Regions from separate parts of the Mus musculus genome. Here all the other regions are linked to region 1. The links are chromatin contacts, called in public Hi-C and HiChIP or PLAC-seq maps. All regions are on one chromosome and are shown on one strand. The core of a region is the stretch at or near the end of the contact, and the rest is flanking DNA. Distances in the headings are between cores, read along the strand shown.

What was found. HiChIP or PLAC-seq counts read pairs in DNA pulled down with a chosen protein or histone mark. Hi-C and Micro-C count contacts between places; a contact is called where the count stands out from the background.
Region 2: a CTCF HiChIP or PLAC-seq map of large pre-B cells shows a contact between it and region 1, with 14 times the contacts expected there. The contact joins two enhancer-like sites. A contact is called at or near these places in 1 of 15 datasets of contacts at CTCF or cohesin (large pre-B cells), 2 of 484 Hi-C or Micro-C datasets (adipose-derived mesenchymal stem cells and ventricular fibroblasts) and 2 of 115 datasets of contacts at active chromatin or transcription factors (fibro-adipogenic progenitors and large pre-B cells).
Region 3: a contact with region 1 is called in a Hi-C map of adipose-derived mesenchymal stem cells, with 3 times the contacts expected there. The contact joins two enhancer-like sites. A contact is called at or near these places in 8 of 39 promoter capture datasets (the C10 cell line, cranial neural crest, frontonasal cranial neural crest and 4 more), 2 of 15 datasets of contacts at CTCF or cohesin (large pre-B cells and pro-B cells), 14 of 484 Hi-C or Micro-C datasets (adipose-derived mesenchymal stem cells, cardiomyocytes, cerebral cortex and 9 more), 2 of 115 datasets of contacts at active chromatin or transcription factors (embryonic forebrain and large pre-B cells) and 1 of 9 other capture datasets (embryonic stem cells).

The regions. Positions count from the first base shown.
Region 1 is chr13:83,650,602-83,653,892 of GRCm38.p6, forward strand. It overlaps Mef2c (myocyte enhancer factor 2C), which reads left to right. Exons shown (of 11, transcript NM_001347575.1): 7 at 2,213-2,385. Gm52044 (a long non-coding RNA gene) reads right to left here. Exons shown (of 3, transcript XR_003950630.1): 3 at 1-3,291. Among named protein-coding and RNA genes, the nearest start is that of Gm52044, 10 kb to the right of the region's middle. Within about 2 kb of position 1,775, at least 46 of the 459 cell types and tissues checked have an H3K27ac peak or open chromatin away from gene starts, as enhancers often do. A contact at or near this core is called in adipose-derived mesenchymal stem cells and uterus, where this site is marked.
Region 2 is chr13:82,257,313-82,260,515 of GRCm38.p6, forward strand. No RefSeq gene overlaps it. Among named protein-coding and RNA genes, the nearest start is that of Gm24295, 210 kb to the left of the region's middle. Within about 2 kb of position 1,524, at least 11 of the 459 cell types and tissues checked have an H3K27ac peak or open chromatin away from gene starts, as enhancers often do.
Region 3 is chr13:82,057,833-82,061,101 of GRCm38.p6, forward strand. No RefSeq gene overlaps it. Among named protein-coding and RNA genes, the nearest start is that of Gm24295, 8.7 kb to the left of the region's middle. Within about 2 kb of position 1,924, at least 39 of the 459 cell types and tissues checked have an H3K27ac peak or open chromatin away from gene starts, as enhancers often do. A contact at or near this core is called in adipose-derived mesenchymal stem cells and uterus, where this site is marked.

The DNA of each region.
Region 1 (3,291 bases), core at 525-3,024:
TTTCCTAGCTATAATTTAGCAACTTTTCTTGATGTTTTATTATAGAAGACTAATTTGTATTCAAATTCGGTGCAAATTTCTTAAACAACGACTTTGTAGTTGGCACTTGTTTTGGGGATGTTTCATTTGTTTTATTTTCATTTTGCCTCAAGATACTTGTTAATTTTTACCATGATCCAGTTGCAAGATTGAACCTTGCGAGTTTTTATATATTCAGCCTATTCATTTATTCATGAAACAAAGCAGGTAAATGAATTGGATATGAAGAATAAGTGTGTTTTGGACCACATGACCCAAATATATTTTAATTCAGAGAGTCCCCAGTGGGACAGTTTGGGAAGAAAGGAGCCAACGTGGGGTAGAAGGAACAAGAGAAGGTGAATATATTGAAGTGCATTGTGTAAGTGTGCGAGCATGTCATAATGAAACCATGACTTCATACAATTAGTATTGGCATAGCAAAACATTTCTGTAAGTATCTCTTTGAAACATGCTTGTGCGTTCCCCTCCCAACTCCTTGTTTTCTTTCTGAAGCTATTGCCATAGACTCAAGAAAGATCCATACACATAGGCTTTTCCAAGACCACCCTTTCCAGTGTTGCAGATGTCTAACCATTCAGGGACCAGTTTCTATCACTGTTCTGAAACTGGGTAGTCTCTACTTCTAACATATCATCATAAAATTGGAAGTCCCCACTGACCATCTTCTCCAAAGAGCACCTACGAAGAGAACCCTGTTTTCACTGGCTCCTTTGTAAGCAGATCCCTCCCAGTTTTCTTAAAGATGCTGGGTAAAATCCTCCCTCAGCCTGCCTCTTACCCAGTTACCGAAGTCAGCTGCCTAACTTACCTCTTCTTCTCATTTGTTGAAATACACATTAGTTCCTACCTCTTCCTAAACTTGCATTAGGTAATCTCTTCTCCCATAGATATTGAATAACATATAATCTATATTATTCTACAACCGTTTTGCCCTTGGTTTTTTTTTTTTTGTTTGTACATGTTCCATAAGTGTGCATTGCTTAACTGCAAAGAAATCTCAGAGCCCTCCAAGGCTGCCTTTGCCTTCCTGCTGAGAAGCACATGGTCTCCTTCTTCTAAGAGTAATAGATAGTTGTGTTTTATAATGATGGTAATAATGAATATAACAATAAAATTAACCATCTCCTTTAATGGTACTTGGAAGACGACTGGCTAGTTTTCTAGGAAGCATTATTGAATCCAGCAGTGGGTTTCTCCTATTATCCCTCAGGAAACCAACAGATAGCTTCCCAGGTTGGCTCCTACTCCACTTCAAGATGCCTTTCCAACCAACGCCTCAGCTGCTCCTATCAGTGAGGGTAGTGCGTTTTAAAAGTGGAAAACAGAGGCTTTCAAATACCTACTTTGTTAGTAGGAGGCTAAATATCAGATTCTGGAAGAGCCTTAATTCTTAGCGATTAGTGAACTCTCCCTGTGTCTGAATGAGTCAGCACTTGCCTGGAGGCACCATGGTTTCAGTGCCTGAGGACTGCCACTTTTGAAGATTCTCAGGAGCAGGAAGTGTGCAAGGCTTCAGGCCATGTGCTGAACTTGGTGAGGAGAGTAAACTTGAAGTAAGAAAGGCCATGGAGAGAGAGTATTCACTTAGAGTGGAGAAGACTGAAGAGCAAAATGTACGTGCAGTTTTTCCTCCTCCTGCCCGCCCGCCCTAGAAATTACAGCCTTGGTGCCTTGCCCCTTCTTCATCTGAGGACACACAGACACACAGAATCAAACCCAAACCAAAGAACTGGAAGAGTGAGTCACTCCAGCCAGCCTCTGCCAAACTCGTCAATTAAGTGCAGGATCAGTTATGCACTTTTCTTAGATCCTGAACTGGCTGTCTGAATCTCTTCCGGAGGGTGGAGGAGGGGGAGAAAATAATAATAATAATAACAAATGATGATAATAATAATAAATTTTAAAAACATATGATATGCAGATTTCTGATCAAGTTAAAGATTTGCTTTCTTCTTATAAAAATAAAAAGTTTGTAATATCCTTTTGGAGGTATATGAAACAATTAACTGGCAAGCTGCCTTTCCCACAGAAGTTAAATCAGTCAGCCTTCATGTGTTGATTTGTATGACTCACAGCTAGGCGTATCCTTTTATCTTCATATGAGCTGTTCTTTAAAAACATGCACACGCCTCGATTTCTCCCTGAGTTTTGTCATCTCTTGTGTTAACAGGGAATGGATACGGCAACCCCCGGAACTCACCAGGCCTGCTGGTCTCACCTGGTAACCTGAACAAGAATATACAAGCCAAATCTCCTCCCCCTATGAATCTAGGAATGAATAATCGTAAGCCAGATCTCCGCGTTCTTATCCCACCTGGCAGCAAGAACACGATGCCATCAGTGGTAATGCACAGCTCTGTTCTTAATACATGTTGATGATATCTTATCTGTATCTACTAATTGTCTAGATAGGAATTTCTTAGGACATCCCAGACGATTAACACTGACTGAGGATGTTTTAATCGTATTGATGGGGTTGTAGTCACTGATTTTGCATTTTCCTTTCCTATATTAAAAAATTCCAATAAACCCTTCTTCTGGATAGTCTTTCTAGAATAAGAAAAAACATTCCTTCGTAAGACTGTCCGTTTATACTTAGAAAAATAATTCTAACCCTGATCAAATCATATTCCATAGGAATTCCATACTTATGTGGGGTATTTCATGAGAGAATTTTTACATTATTGAGCTACTTATGTTCTCAGAATGCTGACTGACAGTGAAAAATACTTTCACTGATTCCTCAATGAGGTTTCTTACATTAATTGGGAATACTTTCTTACATATCACTTCTTTAATATCTAATATATCATATGCCTTTGCATTGTCTCAGTTAATCTTTGCCTATTGTAGTTTATGAAAATATCTAACTCTCAGAACCCAAGAAATTTTGAGAACCAATGTTACATTTTAAACCAAAATAAGTAGTAGAAGCTTTTAAGTGAAAATATAGACATATGAAATGTAAACTTAAGCATATATAAAATCTCATGCTGTATCATTTTCTTGCTCTGAGACTTGTGCATAAGATGAAAAGAATATTGTGGTATCAAGCCCAAAAACAAAGATAGGTAGTAGGTAGGTACAATGATAGAAGATAGATAGATAGATAGATAGATAGATAGATAGATAGATAGATCAATAGATGACAGAGTGTTCTCCAAATCAGCAAAACTTAACAATGAGAACATATATAGCAAAGACTTAGCAGATAGATTTAAATTACCCCACAAACATTTCCTTCTGTTT
Region 2 (3,203 bases), core at 274-2,773, 1.4 Mb before region 1:
CTATTTAAAGCCCTTTCATGGCTAATTCTCCTTGTATCTGGATCATTTCTCCTATCTCTTATAGCTGGGACATAGCTTGAGAGTGTAGGGCTTTCCATGGTGCCCCTTCTACTCTAAATTGTTCCTTAACATTCCTCTCAAAGAAATGCCCTCTCTTGCAGCTAGGCTAGTAGTTGTGAGCAACACTATGTTAGCATTGCCTCTCTTGAGGATTTAACTATCATAGGTAATGAAGATGTGAAGAGTGAATCCTTTCCCAAATTATAGCACAAAAATTTATTCATATTTCTCTTTATTTTCTGAGTTAGTAGATTATGTAGATGTAATAGATTCAAATTGTTTGTTTAGCCACTTTTAGCAGTAGAAAGCCTTTCTTCATAAAAGTCCATGTGGGATTTTGAGGTTCAAGTTAGCTGTAAAGAATTGGGGCACTATGTCTTCATTTTCTTCTCCAGGTTGTGTCTCTAGATTATTTCTGTCCCATACAAAGATAAAAGCCAGGATATCACGGGCCCAGGAGTCTGCCTATATAGAGAAGCTACTAAGTCCCTAAAGCAAAATTAGAACAATACAGTGTTGATTTATTAAATTGTAGAAAGAGATTACACTGCCTTTTATCATTTCAACACTGGACTCTGAGCTATTGTTTAGGTAACATGACTTAAATCTTGGATTGATTTTGGCTTTTTCAGTGAGTAGATTTCCTTTAAACCAGAGATTCAGTGGGAAATTATTTGTCAGTAGGAAGGAAATCCTTTCTTGGTCATGTTTGAGGAGAGTTCCCATAGTGACGTAGTGACCGAGTGTGCTTCCTTTCTGCCTTCATATCTTTATTTCTCCCAAGGAAAAACAAATATCTAAGCAAATCTTTAAGAAAACCCATCAAGCTCCAGAGGTTCAAGTTTTCAGAGGTCGGAGCTGATGCTCCTTGAACTGTGTGGTTCAGGCTCTCCTGAGTCTGGTGTTCAGCTTACACCTTTCCCAGGTGGTGGTCCCCTCTGCTTTTTCTCAGCACCATCAGCCATCTTGTGCTCAAGGTCATTTGAATCACACAGTTAACCTGATACTTTTGTATTTTCCAAAATATCATAAATAGTTTCCACCTCCAGTTTTTTTAGAAGGGGAAAAAATCTGGCTTCAGTTGTTAATTTCCTCTGTTCTGTCAAGATTAGGCTAGTAGTTCTGAGTAATTCTGGCTCATTTTCTCAAGGGACTAGGCCTGAAATAATCCAATGTTTATTTTTATACAATTTCTCACAGTACTACAACATTGCAGTGACTTCCTGGGATGTTTCTAGTTTTTCGCAGGCCAAGAGGCCATTCTCAGAGGTAGCTCCTTCATGTAAACCTAAAAATGGCACTTTCCCACATTATAGTTATCAGGAAGTTTAAAGTTCACTGGCCCTCATCTCTTTTCTTTTCTGTCACAGGGAGAGGAAAAAATATGGGGCAGTTCCAGCTTCCAGCCAGTCATTCCACAGCAAGACTTTGAAACCTGGGAAAGAAGAGGGAGGCTGCAGTGTATCTTGGCTGGGAGATGGCTGGACTGGGAAACAGGACTCTCTGTCATTCCCTGTGTCAGTCTTGGAGTGACCCTGACCTCTTCCCAGCATTCCTGACCCCACCTCTAACTTGGAGGAGATGTTGATCATCATGTAACTCTGAGAGCACTCTCTTAGTCATGAGACAGCAATAAAAAAAATAAAACAAATTGGTTTTGGAAGGCTGGATTTATCTCCATAATTGGGCCTGAACCTGTCTTCTCAATTTGTATTGAACAACTCATAGTTCAATGCTCCTGATTTAAGGCCAGATGGTGGACTCACTGTCCCTCAGCACAATGTTGGGCATTCTCTATGTCCTTCCTGAGTACGTGCTGCTGTTTCTGCTGGAACGTCAGTTCACAGCCAGTTCTTTAGTCCACTCTTCATCTGAAATCATCTGACTTTCCCATAATATTCCACATGGATGTAATATCTTGCTAGTATGTTTCTGGCATTATTATAACTTTTTTCTGTTTTGTATTTTACATTTCTCCTAACACAGAGTAAGTACATGAATACATTCAAGCATCTACCTGAATTATGTCTAGATCAAGTGCTTAGTAGTTCAAGTTTGAGTTTAATGGCTTCATGAACCTCCATGGACACTCTCATGTATTTTGAAATTTTATCTAAAAATGTGTGTGTGTGTGTTGTGAGTATTCAGGTGCACAAAGTAGGCAATAAAAATATGTTTGAAACAGTCTAGAGCATTAAACTTGATCCTAGAAGGCAAAAATTGCAAATTTGTGTTCAGGTCCAGAGCTATATTAAGTTTATTGTTTCATAACCAGTCCAGTCTATTTCAGTGTATTGTTTTCTGCACAAGGTCTCCTTGTAACCATGCATCAGAATAGACTGTTGCCAGAATCTTAAAGTGTCAGAGATGGAGTCTTGATTACTTGCTTCCTGCCCCAGGGATTCTTGCTGTTAGGATTGTCATTAAACAAAGCAGCCTCCCTGGCATTGTGTTCTGATAAACAATTTGCACCTTGGTAAACTGATTAATGGAATGAGTTTGTTTTGATAATTGATCCTTGACTTGTATTTTAAAGGACAGCAAAACCTTAAAGGATTTCTATATTTGTTATAGTTGTTTTCTTGGAATTTGAGAAGAATTTAGAAATTCTATTTTAAAAAGAACATCTAAAGGTACAAACTTTCAGTTATGGGATGGAAGAGTTTTGAAGGTCTCTGTACAACATGATGTCTAAAGTTAGCAATAACATATTAACATGTAAACTGTGTCAGAAGAATGTTTAAAGTGTTGTATCCCCAAATGGCTATTATATAGGGTGCATAAAAATCTACATTTGTTTCAAAATACATAGTGTAACTTAAATGTGTATAATTTTGGTATTGAAAGTAGAAGAAAAAGAACATTAATAAACAAATTGAGACTGGAGAACATTATTTCAACTGTAATGCATTGAAATTGATATATAAGACTTATCAGAGTTATAAGCTATCAGAACTTGTAGTAAGCCTATACCACTAACAGGGAAGGGGGAACTGGGGCCACTTGCCAGGAGTAATATGCAGTATACAACAAGTGCATTGCTAAGATTTATGAGCAGGTTTTCCATCTGTACTGTAGGACAGTTTTATAAGGGGTGGAAAATACACAATTGTGACATCTTGGCCTCCTAGTATTCTCCTAGG
Region 3 (3,269 bases), core at 674-3,173, 1.6 Mb before region 1:
GTTCTTGAGGTTTTTTCTTTGTGACTTTGGATAAATATCACCACCGTACAAATGCTTAGTTGGGTGTTCAGATGGGCTAACTGAGGCAACAAAACAGACAAGCAAAATCAATCCTTAATGAAACATCACAACATATTGAATAAATATGAGAGAAATTAAATACAAATTTACAACGGCATCTATTTAAATTGGCAATTCTATTTGGGTGCCTGTTTGAGTTCCCACCATGCAGCATTTTGAGCCACTGTGTGCCTCTTTTCTCTGGGCAATTAAAATTATTCAGCATCAAAATCCTAGCTTGGGAACCAGAAAAGGGAATCTAAGAAGCATTCACTAACAGTGTGATTCAGAACAACTGCTTTTCCCTTTGGTCTATTCATGCATATTTCAATTGGCATTAATGTAAAGGACCAAGCAGGCTCTCTTCTACATGAAATCATTGTTCTCAACTTGGCAACCATCCTGGTGTTATATTCTAAATGGTCATTCTGGGATAGCAAATCAGCAATCCTCTGCCGATGGGCCTAACAAAGAGGAGATTGCTTGAGGCAGGTGTTGTTGGGAAGCCTAATTTTGTTGGCATTAAGTGACAATTCATATTTGCTGCACGGGGCAGTAAATTGCACTGTTTTAAAACAGGAAATCTGAGTTAAAAGCTGTGTAAAGCCATTATACTGTAGCCAGCACTCCAGGCTCTTCTAATTAGGTCATTTGGAAAGAGATGACCTTTTCGTTTCTGTGCCTCTTTGCTGGGACACATGTTTCTAATTATCATTTGTATTTTGCTTTGCTGAAGTTGTTGACAAGCTGAGTGCTTGTGTGTGTTGCTGCACTTGTGTGTTTGCATGCACACAGTTTGTGAGATCAGTGGTATTTTTGGGTTCTACTATTCTACATAAGGAAGATGAAAACAATGTGTACAGTAATGTTACTATCAGAGTGGCCAAAAGCCATATGTGCTTGAGTGAAGAAAACTCTGAGGGGGCATATCTCATGTCCCTGGTGTTTTAAGAAAAGTTCATACTAACTTTGTTTGAAGTTACTCTACTTATTCTGTTTGAAGCTGGCATGGAGGGAGAAATGAATTTTACTCTACATTATTACTAAAAAAAAATAGCTGCTGGTCATGTTTGAAACTCTGTCTATGATCCAAACCACAATTCTCCCAATGGTATTTTGAGGCTCAGTTGTCCTCCCACGTGCTGCTTTTGCAATGCGAGCAAATGCACACAAGTAGTTTCTCAGTGACCGCTACTTGCAAATTAACTAAAGCAATAAGGTCCAGCCCTACTATCTGGGGTTTGAAAATATCTTCTGTATTTTAGAGGACTGTTGCCCAACCAGTAAAACTACCCCCACAGTTGGTTCCCCAGCTGACATCCCTTTCTTTTGTGGGGAAAGTTTCTGAAAGTATCAGGTCTTCTTCTGAGACCATAAAGCCATAAAGCTGTCAAGCATCTGAGAAGGTTTCTTGCTTAGTCTGCCTCTGGCTATTTCATAGCTTAAACTCTCCTGGAATCTAATGGTCCACTTTTAAGAATCTTCCACCAGGGAGAGTTGACAAGGAAGGATGATAGTATCTAAATGTTTAATATATAAATTAGTCTGGCAGTTTGAAGAAAATGTATGGAAGATGACTTGAAGTTTATTATAAAATTGCTAATAATTTATTCAACTCAATTTTCCCTTAGACATTCTTTGGTGGGTAATGATGGCTCTCTAACAAAGTAGTTCTAAGTCTGGAAAAGGACTGGCAGTCATTACATGACAGAGGCTGGCGACAGGCCAAAGTACCCCGAGGCAGAGTTCTCGGCAGTGAAGCTTGGAACAGTGCCAGGGGAAGCTATCACCCGGGTGAAGTGCTTCTTGATTTGGTCAGTGTCTGAAGCTGCCTGTTTTCTTCTGTTGTTGAGGTCATCTTTCTCTGTATTCCTATTCTCAGTTGGCAGCTGTTTCATTGAGATGTTAACCAGTCAGGAGAGGTTCAAGTGTGACTGACAAAAAAAGGAGGCCATGTGAAGAGATCTTAGGGATGAGCCTGAGTCTAGCAAACGTGTCTCTTGTCAATTAAATAGCTTCACACAAACCTATTAGGAGGGGGTAAACGAACATACATGGCAGACCTTTAAATGTAAAACGGGACTGGAATAGAGCAAATTGTGAGCTACTGTGTTCTGAAATCTGTCCTTCTGCTTGCTATAGGGCAGAGAGGGTGTCAGGATACCAAGGAAGGCTTGCTCCTTCCTGAGAGTGACCCACTCATACTCTGAGAGGATGGGTTTAGAAACTTCCCCACTGTCTTGCACGACCTTCCTCTGACTATGAGGTCTTCTAGATGCTTCTTTCAGTCCCCTTTCCCTCTGCTTAACTAACTTTGTGTCCATAGAGTTCTGACCCCTCTTCTTGAATCCCTTGGCCGTCTCACTTTTATCTACATGGTCTCTGGTGAAATTTCTGACTACAGAACCCGCAACTTCCTAAACTCAGCAAACATGAGGCTGTACTTTATAAAACTTTGGAGGATTGAAAGTATTATAAGAGAATAGTTTGAAGAAAGCAAACTTCAACCTGATAAGAGTCCCACCAACCTTGACACCATCTGTGATGCTTATTGCAGAGAACCTAATTTTATCTGTTGCTACTTAGCTCCTTGCCCACTGAGACATTTCTGGGTATCATCTTCAGAAAGGAATTTCTTCCAATCAGTCCTTCGAAATCTAGGCCACTTCTTGCTGCCCTCCTTCTTAACATTTTTCTTTTTCTTTTTCCTTTTCTCTTTCTTCCTCTTCTCTTCTCTCCTCTCCTCTCCTCTCCTCTCCTCTCCTCTCCTCTCCTCTCCTCTCCTCTCCTCCCTCCCCTCCCCTCTCCTCCCCTCCCCTCCTCTCCATTCCTTTACTTTCCTTTTACTTTCCTTTTACTTTTCTTTCTGTTTTCTTTTGAGACAGAGTCTCACTACGCAGCTCTGGCTATTCTGGAATTTGCTCTATAGATCAAGCTGGATTTGAACTCACAGAGATGATATTTGCCTATTGCTGCCTCCCAGGTTGTGGGATTAAATGCATGTCCAGTTTCCTTTCTAATTTCTCACACCACTAAATAAATTGAATATAAAGTTAACATTCTAGTTTCTACAGAGATGCTGTTGTATGGAAATTGTCATTTGATCTTGAATTGAGAATTACTTATTTAGGAATAAGGTTATGGCTTTCATTAATAAGCTCCCCTACCACAAATCAGTAAAGTGACTATTGGCAAATAAGAAGCAACCC